Linked DNA regions of Mus musculus: regions 1 and 2 are each linked to region 3. Evidence: chromatin contacts called from public promoter capture Hi-C data. All regions are on one chromosome and are shown on one strand. Each heading gives the region's core, a stretch centred on a gene start, on an enhancer-like site or on the middle of the called end of the contact. The rest is flanking DNA. Distances are from core to core; before and after follow the strand shown.

What was found. Promoter capture Hi-C pulls out the DNA fragments that hold promoters and counts their contacts.
Region 1: a contact with region 3 is called in a promoter capture Hi-C map of liver, with 4 times the contacts expected there. The contact joins the promoter of Exosc3 here to the promoter of Unc13b in region 3.
Region 2: a promoter capture Hi-C map of pre-B cells shows a contact between it and region 3, with 2.4 times the contacts expected there. The contact joins the promoter of Ccdc180 here to the promoter of Unc13b in region 3.

Annotation. Positions count from the first base shown.
Region 1 is chr4:45,318,285-45,322,775 of GRCm38.p6, reverse strand. It overlaps Exosc3 (exosome component 3), which reads left to right and starts at 2,160. Exons shown (of 4, transcript NM_025513.4): 1 at 2,160-2,505; 2 at 3,077-3,226. The coding sequence starts at 2,185.
Region 2 is chr4:45,887,407-45,892,089 of GRCm38.p6, reverse strand. Ccdc180 (coiled-coil domain containing 180) reads right to left here and starts at 1,787. Exons shown (of 38, transcript NM_198660.2): 1 at 1,703-1,787; 2 at 1,141-1,238. The coding sequence starts at 1,724.
Region 3 is chr4:43,056,435-43,060,654 of GRCm38.p6, reverse strand. It overlaps Unc13b (unc-13 homolog B), which reads right to left and starts at 1,702. Exons shown (of 40, transcript NM_001384106.1): 1 at 1,370-1,702. The coding sequence starts at 1,391.

The DNA of each region.
Region 1 (4,491 bases), core at 911-3,410, 2.3 Mb before region 3:
TCTCCAATGACTTAGCCTCCTTTGTTTTCTGAATCCACGCGTGGGCTACCTCCTGCCCCTTTGCTAAAAGAAGTGCACCGGGTATGGCTCCTGCCCTAGATTTTGTATTCTATTTCCTTGGGAAACTCCAAACTACCTAGGGTAGGTGCTGAGGACCAGTCCTGAGAATGAGCAACGTTCATTCTCCTTCTCCACCTTTCAGAGGCCTGACATCACTGAATACACCAAAGGCATAGCATTGAGCCATTGAATTAAAGTGGGCTTGGTTGGTTAGTCACAGAATACCTATCGTTTTTTGAGACCTGAGTTATAAAGGAAGAAAGAAGCATAATTTACCTCTGCCCAGAGAACGTCTCTCTGTGAGAGACTAACCAAGTGGTACAGTCTAGGGGGCTTGAAAGGAAAAAAAATGGCGCTCGACAGGTGGAAGCAGAAACCTCTCAAATGCAGACGACATAATCAGCTGTTGAAGAAAGCTCTTTATGAGGAGTGAAGAAAACCACAAACTGGACACCAAGAAAAAGACCCTTTTCAAAATACATAGGGGATTCAGCACCCCAAATCCAATCTTTTCTGGAGAACTGGCGTTTTTAAAGTCTTTGAAGAGTCTCTCCCCCCCCCCTCCCCCAAATGTAGGGTTGGTCGATTTGAATAAAGAATTGATGGTGAATTAGGCCAGAACTGTTGTGTAATGTGTCCTGTGCAGGCCTTGAACTTGTTCAACCGGCCCATCAGCAGGGGGCTTGCTGTTGTTGCAGGTGAGAGTTAAAAGTGTGGGGGTCCCTGCAAGCTCTGCTGCCAGCGGATCCCCAGAAAGTAAGAAGTAAACGTGGTTCAGCATGACTTAGCCGGGCTGGTACAAACTTCGGGAGTCTGACTCCAGTTTATTTTTATTTATTTATTTATTACTTATTTAAACAGTAAAACTTTCAAAAGAAAAAAAAAAAGGTTTTCTTGTGACAACTATTACCACAAAGCTTAGGACACGGTTATATCTAAACTCCCTTGCAAAGTGCATGTTTTCTTGAAAAGCACCATGACCTCTTCCACAAGAGTGGGTTCTGTTGACTGAGAAAACATGCTCAGGAGAAGAGCCTAGGGAGGAAAGGTTTTTATAATCATAATAGCAAACTCTTTTTCAAATCCATGAGATCTCTCTTATAAGGATGGAGTCTATGGACTGGAAATGCTCAGGAAAAGGGGGATTCAGGTGAGAGCTAGCTCCACAGAATGGTAAAATTACCTGGTATTCAACAACCTCCATTCCAGCCTTCCAAGTGAATAGCTGTCAATTTCTTCCATTGAAGAAAAAGATCTGCATGTTTAACAATTCTGGTTTCTATAGGACTACCTGGAAGCACATGCCCTCCTACCCTCTACACAAAAGCCTACACAGCCTTTTTTTGAGGCTGCTAAGCTTGTATTGAGTTAGGAGGTTGAGGTTGAGGAAGAAGTTAGCCAACTTGACAATTCATCACCTGTTACCTAGCCGTGGCTCCTCTCCTTATCTGCCTACCTCGGAGTCTTACTCTCAGTCTTTCAATAGCACTAATTAACAACTTGGCTGGGGCACTTGTATTTCAGTTGTCCCTTATATCCAGGGATTAAATGGCTTGCCAGCATTTTACCAAATTTGCAGGAATTGTGATGCCCCTTCCCTAAAAAAAAAATCTATAAACTCGAGTTGGCAGCAAAGCATCAAGCAACTGATCTCAGTCAATGCCAAGGCCTTCAGTGCTGTTGGAGAACTGAATCAATTACTCATTGAAGATGCCGACAGAGAAACGCTGGTTTCACAGATAACCCCAAAGTCAGAAAACTGTAAGTTCTTAAGTTCTTGCACATTGTGGGTTTTGGATTTAACAGTTTCTCACATAGCTGTTAGTGTGCTCCCAAAGAAGTAGCTGGGAGAATTCCTGAGTTACCGATGTTCCCAAGCCACTGAAGAGATGAACTCAAGTAGGTGAAAAGGTGTGATGTGTGTGGGAGGAGGTGGGAGATTGTTACATTAGGTACCGTGAAGCTACAGACACAGGGCAGGGAGTAGCACCCATGGGATGAAGCGAGTATCTCCCAAGCTCAAGTCCAACTCAGAAAGCCCACAACCACCGGAAAGAGATGACCCTGGTGGGCGGGTAGCGGAAGCGGAAGTAGATACCGGAAGCTGCGATGGTGACGCCTGCCATGGCTGAAGTACTGTCCGCGGGACCGGAGTCGGTGGCGGGCTGCCGAGCACGGGCCGTGCACAAGGTGCTGAATCAGGTGGTTCTCCCCGGGGAGGAGCTGGTGCTGCCGGACCACGAGGACGTAGACGGCCTTGGCGGCGCCGGGGAGCAGCCGTTACGCCTGAATGCGGGTGCGCGCCCGAGGCTGCGCGTAGTGTGTGGCCCAGGTTTGCGACGCTGCGGGGACCGTCTGCTGGTCACCAAGTGTGGCCGCCTGCGTCACAAGGAGCCCAGCGGAGGCGGCGGCGGCGTTTACTGGGTGGACTCGCAGCAGAAGCGGGTGAGCGGATGTCGGAGAGGCGGCGCTGCCGCGAAAGTGGGCCCCCTGCAAGCGATCATAGGTTAAGGCGAATCTAGAGCCGCGGTGGCTTCTAGCCCCCTCTCTGCATCTTCTTTAGAGGAACCACAATAGGAACACATCCTGAGAAGGGTGACAGGAGAGAAAGGTTCCGTGAGATCTTGTCTTGAAAAACCCAAAGCCTCGGGGTTGCCATTTGGTGTCCCAGTTGCAATGAGTCCAAATAAATCACAGGGAATTAAAATTCCCATAGAATAATTAAGAGCTTTCACTTAGGAATAATGTCAAATGGAGTGGGTTTCCTTGAATGTAAAGATTCTTGTGCCACCAGACTTGTAAAGGATGCTGAGAAAACTTGAAACTTGATCAAGTGTGAATTAGACGTTCATAAAGTTGGACTGGTGCGGGCCGGTTTTGTAGTTGCAGCTACATGGGGAGTATGAGTTGGCTGGATAGGTTGAGACCCACCCTGATCAACCTAGATGAAAGTTTCAGAAGATATTTTGTAATGATATTTGTATTATTTATGACTGTTCTTTCATTCTGCTTTTAGTATGTACCTGTGAAAGGGGACCACGTGATTGGCATAGTGATCGCTAAATCTGGAGATATATTCAAAGTTGATGTTGGAGGGAGTGAGCCAGCGTCTTTGTCTTACCTGGCATTTGAAGGGGCAACTAAAAGAAACAGACCAAATGTGCAGGTAATAATGGGAGTCTTTGGTTTCAACAAGAAAAAATATCCACTCCCGAGAAAGTTAACTATCCAGAGGGCTACTTGAATTGTCTTCAAAGCATAAACCAGTTCTCCAAGACAGTTTATAAGAGTTTCTCAGGCGCTGCGGCTCCAGAAGTATTGCTGTATGTCATGTTTGCAGCCTTGGTTCTTTTCTACCGGGTTGAAGAGTTACATCTGCTATCCCCCTCCTTACCTGTCATGTCTGAATCCACCCCATGAGGAAAATGGCCCTAGTCTAAGGGCCATGGGCACTATTGGCTATCTGTTCATCATGGCTCTAAATCCTTGGAGCTGGAGCTGACAGAAGAGTAATCTTGTTTCTGTAGGTTTTCAGGTTGGGCTTTCTGGGTAGTTTAGCCATGTTCTTCCTGAACACCTGAGCCAGAAATGTGCTGGCCTCTCTGCTGCTTTTTCTTCAACTCTCAAGGGTCTTTAGTCACTCAATCTTATTTGTTCCTTCTCTTATCTTTTGTATGCCAACCCCTTTGTCTCACTTTTGACAGGAGCGGGCAACAATCTTATGAACTCATTAAAAAAAAAAATCTCATTAAAAAAAGGATTGTTCAAATCACACAGAGAGCATTGTACTCAGGGGTCTTTCCTCGTGGTTTCTGTTACTTCATGGAACCATATTTAAGCTTCACAGTGTAACTGGGCTTTGTTTCCTTCCCTTGGGTCTTTATTAATGGTGTTCCTGTTTGGAGCTGTGTCCTCAGCCCTAGGAGACATCACCTTTGAGGTCCAGGCTGACTGAGTTGATGACTGTCTCATCGTCACTTGTCCTGCATATTCACCACACACTGGGTTCATTCTCATTGCCCTGTGCAGGACCACATGCCCAGGAAGCCGGAAAAGGTGTAATGATTCCCGCTAGGTTTTGTAATCACCCACAACAGTGGGGACTTACAAGGCATTTTTAAAGTATGCACAGGAAAGTGTGCCTACATGTATGTTTTTGCACGCTGTGTGACAGCTTCTTGTGGAGGTCAGACAGGAAGGTCAGGTCCCCTGAAACTTGAGTTATGACAGGTTGTGAGCAGCTACACGGGTGCTAGAAACCAAAGCTGGGTCCCCTACAAGAGCAGTAAGTACTCTTAGCCCACGAGCCATCTCCAGCTCAACAGTGGGTATTTTTAATGTTGAAGAGAACAAATTTATTGTTTCCTTAGCTTCATTTTAAAGTTCAGTTTTGTAACATTTTAAAGCAAATTTTCCATGAAGTAGTATCTG
Region 2 (4,683 bases), core at 538-3,037, 2.8 Mb before region 3:
CCAGACAAGTCCTCTATGGGGGCAGACACTGGGTACCAGACAAGTCTTCTACTGAGGCTGACACTGGGTCCCAGGGAGGTGTGTGAATACCCCTGGCTATGGACATGAGTTCTGAGAGATTGCCAAGGAGAAAAGGGAGATTCAAAACCCTAGTACAGAAAAAGAACCATCATCACCACCACCACCACCATCACCACTACCACCACCATCACCTCCACCACCACCACCTCCACCACCACCACCACCACTAATACCACCACCATCACCTCCACCACCACCACCTCCACCACCACCACCACCATCACCACCTCCACCATCACCTCCACCACCACCACCACCACTAATACCACCACCATCACCATCACCACCACCACCACCACCATCACCACCACCACTACCATCGGTTTTTTGAAACAGAGTCTATCTGGCTTGCTACATAGACACACAGAGATACACCTGCCCCTGCCTCCCAAGTGCTGGAACTGAAGGCATGAGCTACCATGCCTGGCCAAGACTCACCTTTTAAGCAGAAAAATAAGAACTGCTTTTATGCTCTCCAAAAGAATCAGACACAGATCAGCGGTTAAGAGCACCGACTGCTCTTCCAGAGGTCATGAGTTCAATTCCCAGCAACCACATGGTGGCTCTCAACCATCTGTAATAAAATCTGATGCCCTCTTCTGGTGTGTCTGAAAACAGCTACAGTGTACTCATATAAATATAATAAATAAATCTTAAAAAAAAAAAAAGAATCAGGCACAGATGGTTAATTCAGACTAATTCTGAATAATTTCGATTAAAAATATTTTTAACCAAAATTAAGTTTTTAATTTTGAGACCAAATGCCCCAATGTTCTTCTATAATACACCCAATAGCAATTTAAAAAAAAAAATCAAAGTAATTGTCAAAGAGAACTGTTTTTTAAAAATCGGCTTATTGGGGGGAAATCTGGGAGAAGATGGGGTGGGGATTGAAATCAGAATATTACTGTATGAAAAAATCTATTCTCAATAAAAAAAAAAAATAAAATGGATCTTAGACAGGGAAACTCTCAGAACAAAGAAAAATTAGAAAGGACCAGGAAAGTTTGTGGGGAGACCAGGGGAGGGAAAGGGAGCAAAGGCCAGCAGGACACCTACCTGGGCCTGGAAGATCTGCTGGTAGACTTTGCCATTCTGTACTTGGGACACCTTTCCCACTGGCGACATCTTGACTGCTGGCCCAATTCCTCTTCGTTCTGGAAATACACTTGGGACTTGGTCTTAGTTTTTACTCAGAGGCTGGGACCCTCTTGCTAGGACCTCCAGCCTAAAGACAGCACTAGATCCCACAGGACACCTTGTTTAAGGGGAAACTTAGATTTCAAACAAAATTAGGTGGGGGGGGGGCGGGGGAGCAGGAGGGGGAGAGACAGAGAGTGGGTCTTCGCCAGCGCCCAGGGTGTAAATCCCACAGGCACTTTCTGGAAAGGGCAGGATTATTGTCTGCGCTCCACTAGAGCTCTTCTAGGGACCGTCAATCTGCCTCAGATGTCAGATGGGACTGGAACCCTAGTCACATCCTCCGGGAGAAATAGGGGAGTGTTGCAAAGGGAAGGAGCAGTTTGATTCTGGCCTATGCCTACTGTTTGCGACACGCCCATCTTCCTATCTGCTCAATCAGCCCGCTGTCCCCCAAGCCCAGCAATTTTGAGGTCCTTACCCAAGCCTGGAGGCTCCCGCATCTGAAGTTCAGATTCACCCTGAAGCCAGCAACTGCAGCAGGACGCTGTGGTTTCCTAGGCAACGCGAGGGATGGGGCAACACGAGGGGGCGTGGCCGTCCCTGAGCACACTTCCTTCTCAGGGAGCCAGGTCACTCAGCAACAGCAGAGGCCCACGTGGAGTAGTGAAACTCACCACTTCTTTTTAATGTTGGGTCCTTGGAGCGCCCTTTAAAAGTTCCCAAAAGCTAGTAGGAGGTTAGAAAGCCTGTGCAGATCTTGACTGTTGTGGTCAAGGAATCCAGTCTCTCATTGTTGCACGGGTTAAAATCAACCTGTGCAGGCAGGCAGCACAAAGTGGCCCTTGCCTGTAAGAATCTGAAAGACACTGAAAGAAATAAGATCTTTCCCACTTTAAAGTAAGTTGGAAGGCTCAGAATTCAAGGCTTAAGACCTGCCTGGCCTTAATGAGAACCGTGTGCACTAGACCACTAAGAGCAGTGGTTTTCGGCCCATGGATCGTAACCCTTTGACAAACCTGTACTCAAAAATGTTTTCGTTCTGATTCACAACAGTAGCAAAGTTACAGTTAGGAAGTAGTAACAAAAATAGTTTGATGGTTGTGAATCACCACAATGTGAGGAACTGCATTAAAGGATTGCAGCATTAGGAAGGCTGAAAACCACTGAGCTAGTTTCTCATGTATGGTGGGCCACCCTTCTCCTTTCCAGAGAAGGCCTGCAGTGGCAGCAGTCGGGGAACAGACCTGCTGGCAAGCCCTTCCCACACTGACATCTGAGAGTGAGTGGTCTTCTGAAGCTGGCTGCAGCATCAGGAACTCAGGAGTGTTGACTGAAAACGCTACTCTCATTCTTTGACAGAGGCGAATGACAAAGAGATGAATACAAAACCCTTTTAGACTCATTGTTTGGTCCAGGGTGAAGTAAAATAAAGACAGGATTCATTTTAGCTGAAAAGAAAAGAAAGCCTGAAGGTGACCTATAGAGGGGATGAAAAATATGTTTTGTTTTGTTTTGTTTTTCAAAACAGGAATCTTTTTTTTTTTTTACTCTTGTTTGTTTTCTGTTCTGTTCTGTTTTTGAGGTTTTCAGTCTCTGCCCTTTCTCACCCCAGGAAAGGCTGCTGGCTTGAGCTTCTAACATCAGAAACTTGTCCCTTCCCTTCAGCTCCAGCAGTTACAGCTACCTGGGAGCTGGCCATAGTAGCACGTGACCTATAACAAGCAGTAATTTAATCAAATTTCCCAACTAACGTCCAGGAGGACTGGAGCCCTGGTGGATTTTCCCTTCTAACCGGGCGTGGTGGCGCACGCCTTTAATCCCAGCACTTGGGAGGCAGAGGCAGGTGGATTTCTGAGTTCGAGGCCAGCCTGGTCTACAGAGTGAGTTCCAGGACAGCCAGAGCTGTCTTGAAAAGAAAACCTGTCTTGAAAAACCAAAAAAATAAATAAATAAAAATTAAAAGAAAGAAAGAAAGAGGAAAGAAAAGAAAAAAAAAAGAACTGGCTTCAGGCCTCATCCCAGTAGTCCATCAAACAAAAAAGTAAAGAACTTCATTAACCCCTTTTTATGAAGCTGGTATTACCTTGATTCCAAAACCAGGTAAAGAAGTAACAAGATAAGAGAATTGCAGAGCAGTCTCCCCAGTGAACATAGGTCCAAAAGTCCTCAAGAAAATACTTGCAAACAGAATTCAAGAATACATCAAAAAGACCATTCACCACAATCAAGACACAAAGATGGCTCACTCTAAGTAGATCAATAAATGTTACAAATTGTATAAAGGGATTAAAGGGCAAAGGTCACATGTTCATCTCAATTGTAGAAAATGCTTTTGGCAAAAATCCAACATCCTTCCATGTTTTCTAAGTGTCTTCCTCAATCTCTTACTTTGGTGATTTAATGTTTTCCTTACAGAGGTTTTGTTTTGTTTTGTTTTTTAAGTTTTTGGCTCTTTCACATTCCAAGGTACCTTTTGCAAAGACTTCTGTGAATGGAATCCCACCCACCTTGCTTCTGAGTGTGTTTGCCATTGTTATTCAGCATCATGACTGATTATAATGTTAACTTTGTATCCTGACACTTTGCTGAAAGCATCTATCACTTCTGAGAGTTTCTGGTAGAATCTGACAGGCTCACCATGGTCCAGTGGATGGCCCCATACCCCTGCCTATGGAACCAGCACTAACTGGATTCATGGAATTATATTTTCTAAAATAAAATAAAAGACATTGTGCTGGTTAGTTTTTATTGCCCACTGGACACAATTTGGAGTCTCCTGAGGAGAGAAAACCTCCACTGAGGTCACAGGTCAGGCTCAAATCAGCCTGACCTGTGACTGTGGGCACACATTGATGCCACACACTGTGGGCAGGGCCACCCCTAGGCAGGTGGTCCTGGCTGGTTTACAAAAGCAGGATGAGCTCGAGGCAGAGGGAGCAAGCCAATAAGCCAGGGACTCGACCTGTCTGGGACATGAGGAAATGAGGAGAAAAAAAAAAAAAAGATAGCCAGCCCAACACACACAGCCAGCCAGCCACGCGGTGGACTGGGCTCTCAGAAGGAGACAACGCAGCACCCCAGAAGCTTGGCTTGTGTATTATATAGAGTTGAGCAAAGAGGCAGAACTGTTGCATGCAGACGAACAGGTATGCAGAGTTCTTGGTACGCATCTGACACAAGGAGGCAGGCTTAGCTAATCTGGGTAGGAGCAGCCTCTGTAGGGATAGTCATCTTTAGGCCATAAACATCTGGATGGAGACCGCTCTGGTGGACACTTTCTATGTTGACTGTCAACTCTGACACTCAGCACCCCCAAGGAAGGTTTCATAATCCCTCTGAGCCTGAGGGGTCCTATATCAATAACACATTTACTTGGGACTTCACCCACTCAGGGCTTCCAGCATTCTCTACAACCTGGGAATGTATCCACATTCCTGCTCTAACCATTCCTCTGCATGA
Region 3 (4,220 bases), core at 453-2,952:
TAAAACCAAAGCAAAATTCTCATTAATGAAAAATCAACCACTAAAAAAAAAAAGAAAAACTGTAGCTCTCATAATCCCCGGAAGTAACCAAATCCTATTTGGGGTTAGTGCAGATTTAATGAGACAGTAGACTAGCACAACCCAAAGCAGTTCCATTTGCCAGCAGCTGGGGGAAACACTGCAATCAGAGGGATCACAAACAACAATGCTTCTAATCCGTACAGCCAAAAGAAACATGAACTCTTAGCTACCCTGTAAAAGTGACAGGAAAAGGCTCTGGGAAGGCTCTAGTGGATAAATACGCTCTCACAATCAAACCACTTTATCTCATTTTATTCAACAGATATATGGCTTGTAATTTGAATCTCCCAAGATCAAATTCAATCAGCAATCCAAACCCTACTTTTTCTGGCCAGTTAATCTCTCTAAAATCACAGTTCTTGCATTCATTCAAAATTTCTACGGAGCTTGGCACTCGGAATACTATTTTGTAAAAAATAAAAACACCAGCAACACAGTCTCTAGAGCTAAATTCAGGGCACTGTACCTCACATGACTTAAACTCCAAAGCTCTGGTTTTATAAAAAGCTTCCTGTAACCCCAGTCCTCGGGAGGTGAGGTGGTTAAATCACAACTTCCAAACCAGACTGAGCCATACAATGAACTCCAAACCAGCTTGGACTATATAACAAGACTGTTGTTTCCAAGAACCATCACACACAAACACATCCCTTCCTGGATGGACCAAGTGTCCTCAGAGAAAGAGCCAAAGCTAAAATAAAATAAACCATTTCTCCATGTTCCACTCCCAAAGGGGAGAAGCCAACACCACCTCCTTCTTCAAAGTGTCATGTGAAAATATAATCTATGCCTTGACACAAACTGAGGTTCAGGAAAGGAGCCGGGGACGAGACAGACAATAGTAAGATGCAAATCAAGAAATAAACTTGAAGGGATGTGACAGCTGTACCACTAACACGGTCAGAGTCATAAAAAGCTGCTACTCCGGGGCCAACTAGTTCCACAGCGCGGGGAGAAGAAGAAGCTGTCCGCTCTAGACAGGCGCCAACCATAGGAGGTCCCCTCAGGTGCCCACTGGCATCGGACCCTTTTCACTGTTTAATAGCATCTGGCAAGCCCGACAACAACGCTGTCTCACGGCTGCCAGAATGGACGGATAACAGTCCGCCGCGGAAGGGGGGTCACGAAGGAGCGGGGGAAACTCGTCGGACCTTTAGAAGTGACTACGAACGCATTCGCCACCCAGGGCAAGCGCGGGGAGCGAAGTTCGGGAGAAGCGCCGCCGGGACACTACCACAAGTGTCCGGGCAGGCGTGGGAGCCGCGGGTCCCGCCGGCCGCGCACTCACCACGCACACAGAGCAGCGACATGGCCGAGGCGCGGACCAGCCTCCGCCGCACCTCGGCGGCGCGGAGCCCGGCCGCTCCCTCTTTTCTCTCAGCAGGTGCCGCGCCACCCTCTGCTGTCCGCCTCGCGGGTCCGGCCGCTCCTCATGGTCCCCGGCGCCCGCCGCGTTCCCCGCTCCCTCGAAGCCGCCCGGGTTCTCACGGTCGGAGTGAGCAGAGGAAAGAGCTGAGGCTCCGCCGGCAAACTGGGGACTGGGCGCGGCCCCGAGGCGCCATAGCTGCGAAGCGTGAGCGACCAGAACTCCCTCCCCTCACTCCGGCTGGGATCCCTGCGAGAGACTGGGCGGAACCAATCCCCAAGGGCTACGCCTCCCGGCCAATCCGCTCGCGCCCAGTCTGCCGACCCCGCCCCCCCGGGAGCACGTAGACTTCGAGGTCCCCCTTCATTTTTCTAATAACCAAGATTGATAGCAGCTCCGCCCACTGAAAGGGCTTCAAAGCAAGGATGGGCGGGGCTGGCCCTCACCTGTGTGAGGCGAGAGTTGAAACCTTTTGCTCCTCCCACGTGCGTGGAGTTTCCACACAAAAACCAGATTCTCTTCATTGAAGACTTGGCAATTGATTTCCTTAATGAGACGAGGCTTTACAGCCGGAGAGAGATTTGCCATAGTAATTACACAAGGTTGCATTAGGGCTATGGCGGCAAAATTCCAGTTCTTCCAGACATAGAGGCTAGGGTATAAGGAATTCAAGGCCATCCTTGGCTACATGGTAAATCTAAGGCTAGCCTATGCTACACGAAGCTTTCTCTCTTTCTCTCTCTCTCTCTTTTTAAGTGTCTTTCCAAATGTTAGAACTACGAATCTGGAGAAGAGAAAAAAAACTGAACCTTAGGGAAGATTTGGAACACACTAGTCACGAGATCTCAAAGATAGTGGGCATTTTAGGGCTGCCAGTGGTTGGCATATTTAACTATTCATCGCAGTTTTTCTAGAGCAAGCAAGGAACTGAAAAGGAGTTGAACTTCTGAATTCTAGTACTGAATTTAGAAAGAACAAACAGAACTGTTATAAAATCAAGGATCCTCCTAGAGAATGCAGAGGCCGACCAGCAAGACTGGAAACTTTGCACCTGGCCAATAGTATAAAACAGTGGGAAACAATCTAATAAAATTGTGAGGTGCACACATTTTAGACCTAAGTAGATACAGCCAGTATGTTGTCTATTGGCATGAACTAAATAACCCCAGAGCTTAGTAGCTTAAAACAACACTGATTATCCGGAACTTTCTGCAGGTCAAGAATCCAGGCACAACTGAGCCGAGTCCTCCAGTTGAGGGTTTTTCAGAAACTCTCAAGTGCCTGCATGACTGGAGTATCTCAGTTCCAACCTCCCTTCTGTGATTGTTGGCGGAACCCAATTCCTCCAGGGCTTGGAATCATAGCCTCAGTTCTTGATTAACTATGGGCCAGCCTCAGTTCCTTGTCACGTAGGCTTGGCCAACAAAGCTGCTTGCACACAGTCTGAGGCCAAGCAAAACATCAGATGCCTGTAATCTCAGCACTTGGGAGGCGGAGGCAGCAGGACTAGCCATTCAAAACTATCCTTGTATCCTTGACTACATAGTGAGTTCAGTGGAGCCCTGAACTACATCAGACCCTGTCTTTAAAAAAAAGAAAAGAAAAAGAAAAAGAAAAAGAAAAGAAAAGAAAAGAAAAAAGAGAAAAGAGTAAGGAGCTGGAGAGATGGCTGAGCAGCTAAACTCATTTGCTGCTCTTGCAGAGGGCCCAGCTGTGGGTCTCAGCACCCACATGGGAGCTCATAACTGTCTGCAACTCCAATTACAGAGGAACTCATCTTTTTTTTTTTTTTAAAGATTTATTTATTTATTATATGTAAGTACACTGTAGCTATCCTCAGATTCTCCAGAAGAGGGCATCAGATTTCGTTACGGACGGTTGTGAGCCACCATGTGGTTGCTGGGATTTGAACTCGGGACCTTCGGAAGAGCAGTCGGAGCTCTTAACCACTGAGCCATCTCGCCAGCCCTGATCTCATCTTTTTTTACTTTTTTTTTTTTTGCCTTCACCTGTGTCAGTCATACACATAGTACAAACAAACACGAAGGCAAACATTCATACACATGAAATAAAAATAATCTTTTGGGGAAGGGAGGGTTGAGGTTTGAAACAGGGTTTTACTATGTAGCCCTGGCTGTCCTGGAACTCACTCTGCCAACCAGGCTGGCCTTAGCCTCCTGAGTGCTGGGATTAAAGATGTGCACCACCATTGCCCTAAGAAATAAAAGTAATCTTTAAAAAAAGAAAAAAGGAAGCCAAAGCATGAAGCTGAGAAAGCCAGGCAGTTTCCTGAAAAGAATAGAAATCATCATCTCTGCCATCCTGATTATAAGAGTGACATCACCTCATTTTTCAAAGATTTATTTCACTGGGCCGTGGTGGTGCACGCCTTTAATCCCAGCACTTGGGAGGCAGAGGCAGGCGGGTTTCTGAGTTCGAGGCCAGCCTGGTCTACAAAGTGAGTTCCAGGACAGCCAGGGCTACACAGAGAAACCCTGTCTCGAAAAACCAAAAAAAGAAAAAAAGATTTATTTCATTTCTAGCTATGTATGTGTCAGTATAAACTCTTTAACTGCCAAGTCTTCCATTCCTCCAACCCCCCACCCCACCCTTCTTTTTTTAACATTTATCAAAAGTGAGTCATAGGACTTACAAGATGGCTCAATGGTAAAGGGGCTTGCTGCCAATAGTAATGATCAGTTTGATCCCTAGGGCCCACAAGGTAGAATGAGAGAACTCTCTCCCACTGACCTCCACTTACATGCACGCATGC